Regions from separate parts of the Macaca mulatta genome. Here region 2 is linked to region 1. Evidence: chromatin contacts called from public Hi-C data. All regions are on one chromosome and are shown on one strand. The core of a region is the stretch at or near the end of the contact, and the rest is flanking DNA. Distances in the headings are between cores, read along the strand shown.

Region 1 (2,969 bases), core at 26-2,525:
GATTGTGCCACTGCACTCTAGCCTGGGCAACAGAGCGAGAGTGTCTCAAAAAACCAAAAAAAAAAAAAAAAAAAAAAGTACAAGGGACTGTTGTACTTTGACACTCAAAGGCTTTAATCACCAGGCACTGTGGCAGTCACTGCGGGACTCCATTGTTGGGAGGAGGAAAGCATTGGAGGTCAAGTGACTCTCCCAAGGTCACCCAGCAGGGAAGGGGTGGGGCAGGGCTGGAATCTGGCTGGGCAGGGAGGGTGTTGGTGTCCCCTGGGGACTTGGGGAGGTGCTGGTGGTGAAACCGCCTTTGCAAAATTATGACTGAGACAGTTAAAGAGATCTTTACTGACTCCCCCTTGCTTCTAACCTCCAAGCTGTCCTTGTTCATCCCTGGGCGTAGGCTGAACTAACTTTGGGAGAAACTTAGTTTATAGCTTAATTAATTAATTAATTAATTAATTTGAGACGGAGTCTTGCTCTGTTGCCCAGGCTGGAGTACAATGGTGCAACCTCAGCCTCCCAGGTTCAAACGATTCTCCTGCCTCAGCCTCCCCAGTAGCCTGGATTACAGGTGCCCGCCACCGCGCCCAGCTAATTTTTGTATTTCTGGAAGAGACGGGGTTTTACCATGTTGGCCAGGCTGGTCTTGAATTCCTGAACTCAGGTGATCTGCCGGCCTCGGCCTCACAAAGTGCTGGGATTACTGGCGTGAGTCACTGCGCCTAGCCATGAGAGGGGGTTTCTCTGTGTTCGTCAGTCTGGTCTCGAACTTCCAACCTCAGGTGATCCGCCCGCCTTGGGCTCCCAAAGTGCTGGGATTACAGGGGTGAATCACCACGCCCAGCTTTTTTTTTGTACCCAATGAAACAGCATTGTTGTCGAATGAGTCCTGGGCTTGGAGCTAGAGCAAGCCCTAGACCGTGACTCTTACGGGGGAAAATTAGGTTTTTGGTTTTACTAGGTCGTGTGTGGGGAGGTGTTCGGCGTCCTCCCCCCTGGGACGGGATTCGAACTCGTCATCCGACGGGCCCGCCCATAGGGTCTCCCCGGGTCTCCGCGTCGGGCCGGCGAGTGGGGGAAGGGGGCGCCTGAGGGCAACCGAGGACGTGCGTGCGTATGTGCGTGCGTGCGTGGATTCGGGCGGGCGGGCGAGTCCACGGGGCGGGGCGCCGAAGGGGTGGCGCGCGCGGGGCGGCCGGCTGGGCGGCGGGCACGCGCCGGCCTCTTCGCTCTGGGCCCCCCTCGCGCGCACGGCGAGTGGTTCCGCCCGGCCCCCGGCTCATTGTGCTCGCCTCACGCCGGCCCAAGATGGCGGAGGCGCTGGAGGCCCCGGGCCTGTGACCACAAAGAGGGAGCCGGGGGCCGGGCCGGACCGGAGCGCGGCGGCGGCGGCGGCGGCGGCCGAGGCCGAGGCCAGGCCCCCTCCCCTCAGCCTCCCGCCCCTCCCTCCTGCCCGCCCTCCTCCGCCCACCGGCGGCCCCGCCCCTCCCCCAACCGCCCGCCTAGCATGGTGCGGCGGCCGCGCGCGCGGACATGGGGGAGAAGCTGGAGCTGAGACTCAAGTCGCCCGTGGGGGCTGAGCCCGCCGTCTACCCGTGGCCGTTGCCGGTCTACGTGAGTGCCGTCCCCCACCGTCCCTCCCTCCCGGCCTCCCCTCCTCCGTCGCCCCCGGGGACACCCCAAAACCCCCCAGCCGCGCGCGCCGGTCTCTCCTGGGGAACGGAGCCCTTGGACCCCACTGTCGCTGCTAGGGACCCCCGTTGCTTCCCCGCCGAGGGCCCCGCGGCTGTTTCCAGTAGGGTGGGAGCCCCCCGCGCCCGGGGTGGGAGCGGGAGCCGGCGCCCCCGAGCCCGGTCGCGGTGCCGTTGACCCCGCCGGGCTGTCCCGGGCGCAGAACGGGAGGAGTAGCTCGTGCCGGCCGCGTTTTGACGTGAAGCCCGCCCGGCTTGTTCCCGGCGCTGTCAGTGTGCTCCGCCGCCTTATTTCTCTTTTTAAGGGCATCCTTTTCTGTCTCTTCTCTTCTTTTTTAAAATTAGGCGTTTGTCACGCTTTTCCTACTGGGGCTGGGCGGGCCCGACCCTGGGAAGGTGGGAGATAACGTCCCCTTGAGTGGGCGGGAGCGGTCTGACCTTTGGAAATGGGGAAATTTTGCCCCGGTAATGTTGAGCGGGTATGGGCTGCCCTGGCCCTGGGAAATTATGAATCTTTCACCTTTTAATGCTAGTGGGCGGGACAGGCTTTACCCTTGGAAATCGGGACTTCTGTCCCCCGATCTTGAGTGGGCAGGATTGGGCTCACCCCGGGAGTTAGTAAATTTTGTCTCCTTCATCTTGGTGACCGTTGGAAAATGACAGGCCGGGTGGAATGTTACAGAGGGCACCCCCCGGGGTGGTTCCAGAAACCCGCGTGCGGCTCCCGGGGTGCGAGTCCCGGCGTGGCCCCTGGGGAGGCGGGGCTCGTGCGTCCGCGCTTGGGACCCTCTGAGCACGCTCCGGTCCGGGAAGGGCGCTTTTTCGGGGAAAAGTGAAGCAGGCGCTGTCGGCGAGCGTGTCTGGGGTGCGAGTTTTGGGGGGCGCGCCCGCAGGGCTCGGCCGGGCATCCCCGCGCGCCTTGGGACTCCCGCGCGCGCGCTCGGCTTGTGTCAGTTTTTGGAAACGTGCTCGCTGGGGGCGGGGTCAGGACGCCGAGAGCGCTGGGGAGCCCGGGCTGGCTCACTGCCGCGGGTCCGTGCGAGTGGGAGGGAGAGGGAGAGCGGCTTCCAGCCCGGCCGCACGTCCCGCGCGCGGGGCTGGTGGGGTCGGGCCCTGGGGCTCTGGCTTCCGTGGTTGGGCAGCTCTGGGTGTGCGCCTGGGCGGCCTGACCGGGTTCCGGCCGGGAGAGGTGCTAGGACAAAAACTGAAAGCGGAGGCAGCGCTTCAGCGCCCCGACCGGTTTCCTCCCTCGAATGTTCAAACTCCAGAATCCTTCCAGCCTCC
Region 2 (3,015 bases), core at 324-2,823, 77 kb after region 1:
AGGGCCGGGTACAGTGGCTGGAGCCTGTAATCCCAGCACTTTGGGAGGCCAAGGCAGGAGGATCACCTGTCGTCAGGAGTTCGAGACCGGCCTGGCCAATATGGCAAAACGCCGTCTCTACTAAAAATACAAAAATTAGCTGAGCATGGTGGCGCACGCCTGTAATCCCAGCTACTTGGGAGGCTGGGGCAGGAGAATCGCTTGAACCCTGAAGGGGGAAGTTGCAGTGAGCCTAGATCACGCCACTGCACTCCAGCCTGGGCGAGAGAGCAAGACCCTGTCTCAAAAAATAAATAAATAATAAAGTAAAAAGCGGTTGTCAGGGTGGGCCCTAAATTCTGCTTGGCGTCTGTGTAGAAGGGGAAATGTGGGCACAGACGTGATGCAGGGACAAGGTGACACTTCCACAAACCAAGGAACCTGGAGGATGCTGGCCGCCACTAGGAACTGGGAGATTCCCTTCGGCCTCAGAAGGACCCAGCCCCACCAACACCTTCATCTAGGACTTCTGGCCTCCAGAACTGTATAGAATGTTTCTGATATCTAAGCCACCCGACCTGTGAAATTTTGACAGCCACTCTGGCAAACCAGCAGGGACTCCATTTTTCCCCGCAGAAGGGAATCTCTTAAGACCCAGGAGAACACCCCCCTCTCACTCCCCCTACCCCCACCTAATGCTAGACCCATGCTAGTTGTGGCAGTTGGGAAACGCTTTGGGTGGGGCTGGCCCAGCCTCTCTGTGAGTACAGCCTGGGCCCACAGGGAAGAAAGAGCAGAATCTGGAAGGAACCCAAGCTTAAGTGGACTTGGCAGGTGGGCGGGATGGTGCCCGCCAGGAGAACCTGACCTTGAGCTGCCCGTGGACAATGCATTCTTATGTCTGGGGAGGGTGGCGCCAGGCTGGGGACACAGAGGAGGCCTTGAGCGCCTGGGGAGGGGACAGTTGCAGCGTTGCTGGTGCCCCGGGCTGCGGGAGGCGCCGCTGGCTTCCCTAGCCCCACTCACTGATGGAGAAGGCGCCGGGCTCTTCCCGGATGACTCTGCACCGCTCCAGAAGCAGGGCTCCGACGGGCTGGAGGAGACACGGGCGCCGGGACGGAGCGGTGAGCACCCGGCCTCCGCGGGGCCCCAGCCTGGGATCCGCCCGCGCGCCCTCGACGCCCCTACCTCGGCCTCGTCTGTCCGGAAGTAGAAGAGGAAATTCACCACCAGCTTCACCAGCCGCCGCTTCAGCACTGCGGGCACAGCGCGCGCTCAGAGGCGCAGGCAGCCCCCGCCCGGACCCCGGCCTCCCGCACCCGGCGCCCCGACCCGGAATCCGGCCTCCGGCACCCGCGCCCGGACCGCGGCCCCAGCCTCCCGCCCCTGGCACTGTCCCGGTCTCCCGGGTCCCGCTCACCGCTGCCCTTCTTGGGGCCCCTCATGCCCAGCTCGGCCGCCATCTCGGCCGGCTGCCGGGACAGCGCCTGCAGCTCCTTCTCGTTGTACCGCATGGCTTCGCGGGGAACGGGAACCTGGACCGCGCCCTCCCGGCCGCCGTCCCCGTTCACGCCGGGGCCGGCGCCAAAAAGGTCTCAGGGCGCAGACACGGAAGCACCGCCGGGGCTAGTGCGCCTGCGCACTTTGGGCCGGCCATGCCGCCAGTCTCCAGTGCGTGGCGCTGGCGACCTGGGGCGGGGGGGGCGGGGGGGGACGGTGCACGAGTTGGTAGCGGAGACGGACAGTCGTTACATAACCATTAAATTGAAATAAACCAGACAAAGGTGGAACAGCATCAAGGCACCCCCGCGATGGCTGGCACCCCTTCCTAGAGCGGCCAGGCGCAGGCGGAGGGAGCGATAACGTCTCCCGAAGAATGTCAGCCGCCCCTCGCGAAAGTTAGCCCAGCGCGGCCGCAGCGGACCAAGGGTTCGTTGGGGGCGTTGTGCGCACGCGCGGTTTGCCTTCCAGGCCGGGCGTTCAGCCCCGCCCCCTCCAGCCCTTTCCCTCGCGCCTCCTGACTCTCTGACTTGCGCCGCTGGGCGGGCCGGGCATGCGCACACCAGAGGGCCCGCCCCATTTGCCCCGGAAGTGCTTTCTTTGACCGCGACGCGCGTGCGCCGAACGAAGTCGTGGCGGTGGCGGATCGAGGAGATAACGCGGCCTCAGGCTCTGGTGAGGAGTGGAGCCGGTTGAGGGTGGCGGCCGACTCGGACCGGGGGTTCCCTGGGGAAGAGCGGACGTAGGAGAGAGGAGCTTGCGACAGGCCGCAGGCCGAGGGGCGGGCGGCGGCGTCGCTCCCCTCCCTCCTCCCGTGAGCGTCCGGCCTTGTGCATCCTGTAGATCCCGCGCTGGGCGGGCCCGGAGGGTCGGGCCCGCTCGGAACTCTATTTCCAAACTCCTGTTGGGAGGCCGCGCGCGGGGGCTCACGCCTGTAATCTCACCGCTCAGGGAGGGCTTGGCGGGAGGATCGCTTGAGGCCAGGAGTTCGAGACCAGGCTGGACAACACAGCGAGACCCCATCTCTACAAAAAAATTTTTAAAATTAGCCAGGAGTTGGTTGTTGTACCTGTAGCCCCAGCTACTCGAGAGGATCGCTTGATCCCGGAATGTCGAGGCTGCAGTGAGCCATGATCGCAATTGCACTCCAGCCTGGGCAACAGAGCAAGACCCTGTTTCACAAAATGAAAAAGAAACAACTAAGACTCTTTGGGATCAGATCGGGATCGCGGCTGAAATGGTTTGGGCCTCCTTCCTTGTAGCCGAGAACGCTTCTGCATGCTAATCTATACCTGTGAGTTCACTGGGGCTCTGTGATATAACTCTTGTAAGCCTCATTCCCCTTAAAACGGGAGTGACAGCTTCAACACCATGCCAAAGGGGACCAGAAAACGTTAGCTGGCCCCATTTTGCAGGTGCACATGGCTGTGACCGTTGTTCGTGTGTATCCTTGGAGAACACCAAACAGCCAGGGGGAGCTTTGGAAAAGAGGTTGTTTGCTGGGTTTAACGAGAGAACGGTGTTGCCACCAAAAAC

What was found. Hi-C and Micro-C count contacts between places; a contact is called where the count stands out from the background.
Region 2: a Hi-C map of liver shows a contact between it and region 1, with 2.1 times the contacts expected there. The contact joins the promoter of PLEKHJ1 here to the promoter of DOT1L in region 1. A contact is called at or near these places in 2 of 14 Hi-C or Micro-C datasets (cortical neurons and liver).

The regions. Positions count from the first base shown.
Region 1 is chr19:2,905,583-2,908,551 of T2T-MMU8v2.0, forward strand. DOT1L (DOT1 like histone lysine methyltransferase) reads left to right here and starts at 1,276. Exons shown (of 28, transcript XM_077978913.1): 1 at 1,276-1,608. The coding sequence starts at 1,528.
Region 2 is chr19:2,981,932-2,984,946 of T2T-MMU8v2.0, forward strand. It overlaps PLEKHJ1 (pleckstrin homology domain containing J1), which reads right to left and starts at 1,574. Exons shown (of 6, transcript NM_001376257.1): 1 at 1,400-1,574; 2 at 1,168-1,235; 3 at 1,006-1,072. The coding sequence starts at 1,493. SF3A2 (splicing factor 3a subunit 2) reads left to right here and starts at 2,106. Exons shown (of 9, transcript XM_077979118.1): 1 at 2,106-2,773. It overlaps LOC144336991 (a long non-coding RNA gene), which reads right to left. Exons shown (of 2, transcript XR_013409543.1): 2 at 2,136-3,015.